3 separate regions of the Gossypium hirsutum genome follow, and all the other regions are linked to region 1. A link is a contact called in public Hi-C data. All regions are on one chromosome and are shown on one strand. The core of a region is the stretch at or near the end of the contact, and the rest is flanking DNA. Distances in the headings are between cores, read along the strand shown. Region 1 holds the start of LOC107950649 (nitrate regulatory gene2 protein). Region 2 holds the start of LOC107952496. Region 3 has its middle 6.1 kb from the start of LOC107952456.

Region 1 (3,938 bases), core at 785-3,284:
CCAAAAATATATATAGTATTTGTTCAACTACGTATAGTATATGTGACATTGCGTTTTAAAAATATGTTAAATTAAAAAAAAATACTCGAGATAAAAAATAAGTAAATGACTTTTTTAGTACCTTTCAATTTCGAAATTGAGTAAATTAATCCCTAACAAAAAACCTTAGAGTAATTTAATCTTTGTCTTTCAAAAGTGAGTAACTAAAGGGAATTAATCATAGTGTTAATGGCTTCCGTTAATTGTACATAATTTTGATTAATATATTAACAAATTTAGCGTTTAATGTTTACATATTTTATAATTTTAGCATTAATTCTAAAAAATTTAAAAAATTCGGCCTCAACATTTATGCATTTACATAAATATTACAGTATAAATTTGTTAATTTAGGATTAAATTGACAGAAATGTATAAATTTTAAGGGTTAAATTTATTATCATAACAATCAAATTCATTTACAATTGATGAAAAATGTTAACAATGAGATTAATTATCTTTAATTGCTCATTTTTAAAATTATTTTTGAGATATCAATTTATTCAAATTTGCAATTAAAAGGATCGGGAGTAGAGGTGTGCATGGGCTGGGCCGTGCTCACTGAAAATTTTAGGCCCATTTTCTAGGCCCGGGCTCGGCCCAGCTCGAAATATGGGCCTAAAAATTTGTCCAAATCCGGCCCGAAATAAAATTATTAAGCCCGAGCCCGGCCCGGCCCGGCCCGACCCATATTAAATTTTTTTAACTTATTTCATTAAATAAAAAATTTTAAAATATATTAAATAATCAAATACATTTAAAACAAATATTAAAACAAAAATCAAATAAAAATATATTAAAATAATTTTTAAAACAATACACAAATTGAAAATATAATAAAAATTAATTATATTAAAATTAAAAATAAAATATAAATATGATTAAAAATAAAAAATATATATATTTAGTATATAATTTGGGCAGGGCCGGGGCCAAAAATTTTACCCGAGCCTAGCCTATTTTCTAAATAGGCCTCGTTTTTTTGCCCAAACCTATATTTCGAGTCTATATTTTTACTCGAACCCTCTCATTTTTCGAGTGGACTTTCGGGCCAGGCCGGGTAGCCTGACCCATGCACACCTCTAATCGGGAGAGTTCATTTTATAAAAAAAATTAAATATATATAAGAAAATAAAACAAAAATCTCAAAAATTGTCCTTTGTGCGAAAAACAAGACCTAGGCAAAGCAGTCTTTTAGGCTCAAGGTTTAGGGTTATCCCAAGACCAAAACGGCATCCATCTTTAACCTGCACTCAAAGGGCAACAAATTTTTTATTAATAATCAAGACACCCCCACCCTAAAAAACAACAAAATTTTTTAATCCTCTCTCTTTTCTTTAACTGTTTGTGGATAATCAATGTCTACCCTTTAATTATGCCCTTATCTTTCCAACCGCCCCCACTGTAACCCACAATGTGAAAACAAAAAGCAGCCTTCTGCAACCGCAAACACCAACTTATTTAATTAACCAACCTATTTTTACATATAATTAATTACTAAATCTCCCTCCTTCCACTCATTTAAAATACCCCAATCCAACTCTAATTTTTTTAATAAAATACTTCTAGTATTAAAATAAAATTTAATTCTATTCATAGTAATTTTTTAGACAATTTCTTAAAAATACACAAATTATTAAATTAGACTATTTTTTCAAAAATTACGAGATTAAAGTTTTTAACTGATTTATAAAAAAATGCTTCTAATTGTCTCCAATATTTTTTTTTTAATTTTTTTTGGTGCCATAGATTCATAATGTATTTACAATTTATTCTTAAATAATGTAATATTGTTTTTTTTTAACTAACAGCTGCTACACTTAATCTAATAAATTTTTTTTTAAAAAGGGCTCTTTTTCAAAAATTTACTCAATTTTTTATCCCACCAAAATACTAGCATTTGATTTGATTTATGAATTTTTGGATTTTTTTTAAAGCCCTAGAAGACCCCGCCACAATACCAAAAAGGAAAAAGTTCAAATACCCCATCAGCTATTATTACCTTGCACTTCAGTTCCTTTCATTATTCAGTTGTTAACAAAGCTTAAACCGGGCGCCCCTGCTACACTACGCGCCACCGTCTGCTCAGCATTTATTTGCTGATTTTTTTTTCTTTTTTCATGTTTGACCAAATAGTGTGTTAGGATGGGTTGTACGGCGTCAAAGCTAGACAATGAAGAGATCGTAAGGCGGTGCAAGGACCGGCGACGCTTGATGAAGGAAGCCGTTCATGCTCGACATCACCTAGCCTCGGCTCACGCCGACTACTGCCGCTCTCTTCGTGTAACCGGCTCGGCTCTCGCCTCCTTCGCGGCCGGTGAGCCTATTTCCGTCTCCGACGAAACCCCTGCCGTTCTTCTCCACCCTCCCAACCCATCTCCTCCACCATCTAATCCCACCACTCTACGTGTCCCTCCATCTCCCTCCCCTTCCCTGCACCCTCCCCCTCCTCCTTTCTTTCCTTCCCCTTCCCCTTCTCCGACTATAGCTAGCTCGAAACTCCCTCACATACTCTCCGGTTCTAGTGTCTCATCTCCGGTACCCGCACCCAATCGTCGTCGGCCACGTAAGATACCCCCGAAACTCCCTCACATTTTGTCCGAATCGAGCCTTTCTTCTTCTCCTCGAAGCTCGAAATCTGGGTTTTCCAACCACTTTTTCCCTACAGCTTATCCAGCTAATTCCACGTACTCAGCCACTCCTTCCCAAGCTTCTTCCGTTTGGAACTGGGAAAATTTTTACCCTCCCTCACCACCAGACTCCGAATTCTTTGACCAAAAAGTACAACAACGAAAGCAACCTCATCATTTAGATTCTAACTACCCTGAAGATACGGAAGATACCGAAACGGAAAAATCAGAATATGATTTCTTCCGTCCACAAAAGCTGAACCACCGTTACAACATCAGTTCCGGTAATGCCAAGAGTAATTTTGACGAGGAAACGGAAAGGGAAGAAGTGCTTTGCAGCGAATGGGGGGACCATGATCATGATCGTTTTACTACAACGAGTTCATCGGATGAAGAGGGATATGATGACGTGGCATCCAGATCCGAGATCGGGACCCGCAACAGTTTCCGGTCTTCGAGGAGAGGGGAGTCGGAGAAGTTGCATCATCTTCGTCAGACTCCTCCGCCGGTAGAACCGCAGCCACGGCAGCAGATGTATGGAGCAGCCGCAGGCAATAAAATGGATGATAAGTCGGAGGATGCAAGATTGTCTGCGGGCGGTTATGGAACGGGCGCTATGATGGATATGACGATGGTTGTCAGGCATAAGGATTTGAAAGAGATCGTCGATGCGATCAAAGAGAATTTCGATAAGGCTGCCGCCGCCGGAGATCAAGTTTCCGAGATGCTTGAGATCAGTAGAGCTCAGCTAGATAAAAGTTTCAGGCAGTTGAAAAGTAAGCCTCGGATATGGAAATTTAAGCTTATTTTAGTTACAGTTCAAATTGATGTCATCTTGTTTACTTAAATTTATAATTTATTTTACTCATTTTTAAATTTACAGAGACAGTATATCATTCAAGTAGCACATTCAGTAACCTGAGCTCAAGCTGGACTTCAAAGCCGCCGTTGGCGGTGAAATACCGACTTGACGCGACTGCCCTCAATGAACCGGGCGGTTCAAAGAGCCTTTGTTCTACTTTGGACCGGCTCCTTGCTTGGGAGAAGAAACTCTACGAGGACGTTAAGGTAACATAAATTCTTTCCCTTTCCCTTTCCCTTTTACTTTTACTTTTTCTTATGTACTACTTAGATCAAATCCGGCTCAACTCTGAATTCAGTCTAAATTAATATGATTATTAGACACCGAGGGATCTCAGACAAGAAAAAAGGGGGGTTGGGTCGGAGAGGTGAAGCTTGGGTTAGTATTGTAGCATTGTTTCCTGTCCT
Region 2 (3,938 bases), core at 563-3,062, 240 kb after region 1:
CGAGAAAATACTAAACATAACAAAGCTGACAACCACAAATTAAATTATAGCATCTTGAACAAATAGGTTGAATCAGTAGAAGCACACCAAATAATCATTCAATGAATCTTTCAGCATGAGAAAACCAGAGGAAGATGCAAAATTTAAGTTCCCTACCCCCTATTTTTCTTATGGTAAAAAGGGCAGCAGACTAATGATGAAAAATATAAACATGTTAATTGCAATAATTACATTCACACGATAACAAAATGAAATACAGGAGAAACCATTTTCTTTAAGTCAATAAGGACTATGCATTATGTATATAGCAATTCAAAGAACTAAAACGCAAGGTTGTCACATTTTTCTTCTTGCTTCTTTTTCTTTTCTCTGGGAACAAAGTTTCCATCATTTTGGCTATACAATCTGACTTTGTCTTTGCATATTGTATCCGCTGCACCAAATTAATCATACAGTCGATCAAACCTAAGAATCATTACAACTAAAACTGCATATAAATTAAGCCCGAAAAAGAAATTGATTGCAATCAAAAGTGATGCCTAGAATAAAGTAAGTTTGGTTCAAGCAGCCACCGCAAAATAAAGCAAGTTTGGTTCAAGCTGCAAATGGTGTTATTGATGAGTAGCAAAAGCCTTCCATGGTTGCAAAAGGAACAATAGCCCTAATTTATATAGGAAAAAATAAAATGGCTCCTAAAATTTCAGTAAAATGGGTTCTCAGTAAATAATAGAATAACTCCAACAATATTAGTACAAAACATATTTCAATCAATGGCTATACAGTAACAGTGAAATCACAAAACAAATGCAACACAAACATCATTAAAAATTGGAATTAAACTTCAAATACCAAATCCATACTACAACTAAAAACTATACCCAATATAGAACAAATAAGCAAATTAAACTTACAATTCTATCAAGATTGAGTGCCTTTTGTCCAGAGCCAGCTGAATCTCTTTCCTTCCACAAGTGATGCTCGTTCTTTCCAACCTTTTTCACTGGTTTCCTGCACCCTAAAAAATTTAGTAACTTTGGGCTTCTAATTCAAGATTTTGATAAATTGAATTCAATCTTTTAAATGAGACCCACTTATCAACAACTCTGGAAATGCCCAGTGATTGTTCACCCAGCTTTTGTGAACATTTAACATAGGGAGTTCTGCAAATTGAAAGCCCATGACCTAATGAAAATGCTGCTTCGTTTAAACCTAGAAAAAAGTTCAACCTTTTCAATTACAAATGTTCAGTAAAATAATATGGCAACCTGGAAAAGGAAAATGAGACCTGAAAGTTTCAATTTATCAACCTTGTTTTTGGACCATGTAGATAATGGATAACTTCTTGAATGAATATGACTATAAGCCATTGATTTACTTCTCTATTCAAGAGAAAGAAAAAAAATTACCATCAAAATAAGCAGGGCCTTACTGAGCACCAGGCAATTCCAGTGATAGGTTGGAACCGCTCAGGAGCGGTAAACGAAGTGTGGGTCTTTGGCCTTCAGGTTGATTTGCTTCCTTTCAGGTTGATTTGAGCGTGAGATTGTTGATGGCTAAAGAAAAGAAAAAGTGAAATCATTGAGAAATTTCAATCTGAGGGTGTTTTCGAAAGGGAAAATAAGGTCATTTGGTGGAGAGGCTAGAATAGCCAATTCGGCACCTCCTTCTCTGAATGACTATGCAATAATTTTCGGAATGAAGTTGTAATCGCCATTCGGTGTTCTAAGCATTCCAATGAACCAAACCTCTGCTTTACTATAGAAATTGGAACCATCTTGTAATAGCTTTGCCATTACATTGAACCAAACGAAGCGTTAGCATTATCCTTGTATTGACACTTAAAAGAGGCATATGCCAATGGCCAACATGATTCAATCTTTGCCAAATTTGTACCCTCAATATCAGTGACCATTACAATTGAGTTTTTATAATAAATAATTAATAATAACAATTAATTGAGAATAACAATAAGGAAATTGATAATGCGTTAGTATTTTTGGTGGCATATATCATCATAATGGAAGGTAAGAATTTTGTGCCAATTACGGGTGGGTTTAGATAGGCGGTAGGGTATGGTGCAGTGCATTTAACTTATTTTTTGTCACACATTACAGTATCGCTATAGTATCTAATATCACTACCACCAATGTTTTTACACTAACCGTAATTAAATGTACTGCCCATCCAAACCCACCGTAAGCATTGTAAATTGATGAAAGATGACATTAAATTGAGTTTTCAATCATTTTTTTAAAGACTAAAAATGGAAAAAGAGTATAAAAGTGAGCCTACAATCAAGAGATTACTAAATCCTAAATCGATAAGTTTACTCCATAATTTGAACCTATGTTTCTCAAAATCATTGAATTTTCAGTAAATTATTTTTTTACTGAGAATTATTCTTGGGGTTTTCAATCAATTACAAGGACTTTTCAAAGAATAATTTTGTGCAATTGGGAAGTTTGGGTTATGAGAGTACTAAGTGAAATCACTCCTTAGATTCTTTAATTTTGTGTGTTATGTGACAATAAATAAAATAAAATAATAAAATAATATTTTAGAAAAAATTAAAGAAAAAAGAAAATAAAAAACTAGTCCTTGATGATTTTTTGTTCGGAGAAATAAATTGCAAAGGAAATTTATTTATTTATAATTTTTGACCTTTAAAAACGAAAAAGAAATTCAAATCCACCGTTGCATTTTTCTTAAACAGTAATGAAGTGAGCCACAAAGCCCAGCCCCAAAAACAAACACTGGAACTTGATCAGATCCATTATTGTTTGTTTCTTGAGTAAACGTCAATGGCCCAGTTCAATCGACTCCAGACCCAGATCCAAAGAGTTCCTTAGAACCAAACGAAGAATTGCCGTTTACTTCAATTTTAAATATACTCTCTCTGCTTCAGGCTTCAGGCTTCCACCCTCTTGCGTTTGCGTGTCTTCTCATCTCTGCTTTTGCCCCCTTTTATCTTTCTTCTTCTTTTTCTCCTTACTTCAGCCGAATTTTTCCGGCGAAACGGTGTCAGATCTTTGTGATCTATAGCCGGAAATTTCATTTCGAGTTCGACGATCTCACCCTTCGATCTTTCTATTTTCTTCAGCCTACCATGAATCCCGAATAGTAAGTTCTCTCTTTATTTTTATTTTAGTAGTATTTTTAACTTTTTTTTTGCGCTGTTTTATTATTTCGTGACGTTATTTTTCTTCTTGGTGGTGCGATGACGCTCGAAATTTTTGTAAGAAACTATAATTCTCGGTGTTGAAAGTCGCTAGGTTTTGCTCTTAGATCTGTTGATGGAATTGGGATTTTCTTTTCTCGTCTGTATTTGTTTCTAAAGTTGTCTTATTTCCAACTGGGGTTTCTCTCTGGGATTTAGTGAAAAAAAAAAGGAGGAAAAGATGCGAGCTTTGATGCGTTCTTCAATTATTCACGCCCTTCCTTTGTAGTATCTATATGGTATAAGAAAAAATTAAATGGATTTTGGTTTGAACTGGATTCTAAATAGTATTAAGATATACTGTAAGTTCCGATGTCTTTGCCAAATCGATTATTTGTGATGAAGAAGCAAATCTAACTCGAAAAAGTGTCCATTGATTGAACTTTTCAAGGGTGATGTAGCAAACATATGCTCACTTGCTCTAACTTGAATGGAATTGAAATGAATTTTATATTGAGGCACCAACAAAATTAAGAATTCAACCGTCAATGACGCGGAATTGTTAGGGTTGACCTTTGGTAAATAATTTGGTGTTCTGAGTTTTTATTGCTGACAATATCAACTTTAGTTTTGGTTTCTGAAATAGTCTCTTTGTGTTGTCTGTTTTGCATCGTTTATGGAAATCAACTTTTTGTTGTGCGTGGTATAATTAGAGATATCATGTTCTTACATCATTGAGAAGTATGTTAATATTATCTGTGGTTGCACACTTTTGCAGTGA
Region 3 (3,938 bases), core at 644-3,143, 180 kb before region 1:
GGACATGGCAACGGCTTCAATATGTGAGAGCCAGTGTAAGACCATGTCTGGGACATGGCATCGACTTCAATATGTGAGAGCCAGTGTAAGACCATGTCTGGAACATGGCATCGGCTTCAATATGTGAGAGCCAGTGTAAGACCATATTTGGGACATGGCATCGGCCTCGATATTTGAGAGTCAGTGTAAGACCATGTCTGGGACATGGCATCGACTTTGATGTATGAGCCAATGTAAGACCATGTCTGGGACATGGCGTCAGCATCTTACCCTATGTTTGAGGCTTATTGAATATCCTGTAGTATTCCAAAGGGTTCAACGGTAAAATTTACTGTTTATGTTGGAATAAGAGAGGTTATGACTATACAATGAGTGCTACAGGTATTCACATGAATTTCATGATATGCAAACTCAATCTATATTGTAAGAGTAGTTAGAAATGAAAATGAATAAGTTATGCTTACTACTATTTGTGTATTTTGTGCAAATTACGATATGTTATGAGTACGTTAATGCATGGTAAATTGATGTTATATATTTACATGCAACTTACTAAGCTTTGTGCTTAGTTCTTACCTTTCTATTTTCTTATAGTGCCACCTAAATAGCTCGTGAATCAACGGACGTATGAGGCATCGTTCAGACTATCAATTGTAGCACTTGGTATAGTTAGTTTTTCTATTTTGAGTATGGCATGTATACGGACTTAGTCTTTCGTTAGTGTCATATTGTTCTGGAGTCAAAGTGTTGACTTGACACGGAATCTTTCATTTTGTATAAGGCCATGAACAATGGCTAATATTCATTATTAATATATGCAAATGATGATATTTTTGTACACGGAATCTTAATTGGTTGATGACGTCAAAAACAGAATGTCAAGGTTTTTGTACACGGGCTAAAACACGGGAGTGTCATGGTCGTGTGAGAGACACGGGCAATGGACACAGACGTATGCCAGGCCGTGTGAAAACCCTTGTAGGTTTGAATTGAAAAATAAATCCACACGGGTTAGGGACACGAACGTGTCTAGATATGCCCAGGCTGTGTGGGCTACACGGGCCTTCAGCACGATCATTTAAGATGACACACGAGTGTGTCACTTTTCCACACGGGCGTGTGCCCTATTTACCTTGAAATTTTTCAAAGTTTTCTAAAGCACTCAGTTAAGTCCCGAATCTTTTTCGAAGAGTGTTTTGGGCCTTATGGGCTCATATTAGGGACTTTATGTTCGGTTTTCAAAACTTTTTAATTTAAACGAAAATTTATGGCACGAAAATGTTTGTAAGCATGTGTTTAAGTACAGTAACACCTCGTATCCTGTTCCGGTGTTGAACTGGAGTGAGGGGTGTTACTATATTAGTTATGAAATGCATTTTGCAAACAAAACCATGAAATTTGATGCAACAAAATAGATATATTTTGTAAATTTTCTATAGACCATCACATTTCATCGAGAGAGGTGTTATATTAAAATGAATAATGTACATAATGTGCAATTATATCACTTATGTGGCTATTTTAGGTGAGTAAACTTGCTTTGATTCGAAAACAAAATAATTTTTTTTTTAATTTTGAGTTAATGGAACCAAGTTATTTAGTTTTTCAAATAAACTAAAATAAGTAATTCTATTTTTCAAATTAGAGTTGAGTTAAATTTTAGAACTCGAACAATTCAAGTTATTCAAATAAGATGTTGATGTAAATGTACTTTAGATCCTCGACAGTTTTGAAAAGGTACAAATTTGTTAGGCCCATTTTGAATAAATCATTCTTATTTATTATTTTTAAAATAAAATCATTTTGTATTTACTTTGACATGCCTCATCTTGAGGCCCATTTTTGAATTTTATTAAAGCGAAGGTCCGAGTTATGTCTGGTCTAATATATCGGTTCATGCCCAAATTGAGTTCAGATCTCATTTGAAGCCTAAAATTGAATTGACGTTCAATTCAAGCCCAAGTCCAAATTAGTCATGAGGTCCGAAGGCCCATTTGTTCTGAAGTTGAAGTTAGGGTTTGGAACCCTAATAATTGACAGTCGCACATGTAATTGGAAGGGTTAAATGTGCAAAATTTGATAATAAAAAAAAGTCAGTTAAAAAAAAGGTTTTGGGTTAATTTTTATGTCTCAAATTCGATTACTACTCACATTTGTATTTTTATTTTATTTGTTTTAAGCTTTAGTTTTATTTTTAATTAATGTTATTAATATATTAGCTCATTTGTCTAGATGCTTAAATAATTTTGATTTTATCTTTGAGTCCTACGTTCGATTCTTTTTTCTTAAGAATATTTATATTTTTTATTTTATGTTGTTTCAAGTTTTTATTTTTTAAATTAATTTTTAAATTAATATATATTTTCAAGTTTTATTAGTTTTAATTCAACTTTTTAATTAATAACTATTTTATTTATAAAATTAAATAATTATTCCCAATTATATAATAAAAATATATTTTTGATAAAATTAATATTTATCATTATGTTAAATATATTTTATTTTTTAAAAACACAAACTAATTTTTTGATATATTTTTCTTTATATATAATATTTATATGTCAAATGTTTATTTTTTCTTCTTATATTGTGGATATTGTTATTTCTAATATTATAAAATCAAATAATTATTTCAGATATAATTGTTTTTTCATCTACTTTTGGGTATGATATTTCAAATATTTTTATGTGTGAAATATTTCAAATATCATTATGTTTATAAGTGAAATATTTCAAATAATTATTTCAAACACACATACAAAAATATATTATACTAAAATTTACTACACTCATGATATGGATTGAAAAATAAATATTACACATATAAAAATTTTATTTACTAAAAATAATGATATTAGGTAATAATTATTTGATTTTATAATTAAAAGGTTTATTAATTAAAAAAATGAATTAAAATAAAAAAAAGCTTGAAAGTTGAAACAACATTAAATAAAAAATACTAAAGTTCATAGAAGAGGAATTGAATCTAGGACTCAAGATAAAATAATTATTATTTAACCATCTAACTAGAGAAACTAATATGTTAAAAATAGTAATTAAAAATAAAAGTAAAGTTTGAAACAAAATGAAATAAAAATACAAATGTGAGTAGGAGAGGAATCAAACTCGGGCTCAAAGACAAAACCAATAACATTTAATCCCTAAACCAAATGAGCTAATATATCAAAAAGTACATCTTAAAGGGTGTGTTTTCTATTTCTCTCTCCAAAATCGACTTATTTTCCCAAAATATCCTAAAAATATTTTAATATAATTTAATATAAAAAATTATATTAAAAAATTATTAAATTATATATTATTTTTATTAAATTATATTTAATAATAATTATATTAAAATATGATTAAATTATTTATAATAATAATCCTATTAAAATTAATAACAACAATAATAATCATCTACCTAAAAAAATTTATGCTAAGGGTACTTTGGTCATTTCAATTTTTTTTCTTATGCTATTATAACATCATTCCATTCAACCAAATACAAGAATAGTATTATACTTCTATTTTATTTCATTTAACTAAATAGTTGAATTGCTAATTATAATTCTATTACATTACAACTTTATTACAACTTTATTTTATTACAGTTAACCAAATGTAATGCTAATTTTTTTTTAAATGACACAAGGTTAATGTTATATAGTTTTTGTTTACTTTAAGTTGATGAACTTTTGTATAACACATGAACAATTTAATTATTTTAGAATGATTTGCATCTGTCTTCTTTCAATTCAATTTTCATTTTGGCTAAGAAAAGAAAACAAAAATATACATATAACACATTTAACAAATATTTAAATTTAATGTATATATGACTTTTTTTATACTAATAAATATCCCAAAAGATTTTTAAAATTTAAATATAATTATGACTTTTGTCGACACTTAAAAAAAGTGTCGAGAAAATTTTTATT

The links. A called contact is a pair of places that touch in the nucleus more often than the background predicts.
Region 2: a contact with region 1 is called in a Hi-C map of leaf, with 2.4 times the contacts expected there. The contact joins the promoter of LOC107952496 here to the promoter of LOC107950649 in region 1. A contact is called at or near these places in 9 of 34 Hi-C or Micro-C datasets (anther, callus and leaf).
Region 3: a contact with region 1 is called in a Hi-C map of leaf, with 2.2 times the contacts expected there. The contact joins the enhancer-like site here to the promoter of LOC107950649 in region 1. A contact is called at or near these places in 3 of 34 Hi-C or Micro-C datasets (hypocotyl and leaf).

Annotation. Positions count from the first base shown.
Region 1 is chrA08:9,235,300-9,239,237 of Gossypium_hirsutum_v2.1, reverse strand. LOC107950649 (nitrate regulatory gene2 protein) reads left to right here and starts at 2,034. Exons shown (of 4, transcript XM_041075821.1): 1 at 2,034-3,445; 2 at 3,553-3,737. The coding sequence starts at 2,185.
Region 2 is chrA08:8,995,851-8,999,788 of Gossypium_hirsutum_v2.1, reverse strand. LOC107952496 reads right to left here and starts at 1,812. Exons shown (of 4, transcript XR_001698819.2): 1 at 1,407-1,812; 2 at 1,092-1,209; 3 at 912-1,008; 4 at 12-433. It overlaps LOC107896233 (ras-related protein RABD2a), which reads left to right and starts at 2,799. Exons shown (of 8, transcript XM_016821376.2): 1 at 2,799-3,120; 2 at 3,936-3,938. The coding sequence starts at 3,107.
Region 3 is chrA08:9,417,721-9,421,658 of Gossypium_hirsutum_v2.1, reverse strand. No RefSeq gene overlaps it. Among protein-coding and RNA genes, the nearest start is that of LOC107952456, 6.1 kb to the left of the region's middle. Within about 2 kb of position 1,893, at least 1 of the 9 cell types and tissues checked has an H3K27ac peak or open chromatin away from gene starts, as enhancers often do. A contact at or near this core is called in leaf, where this site is marked.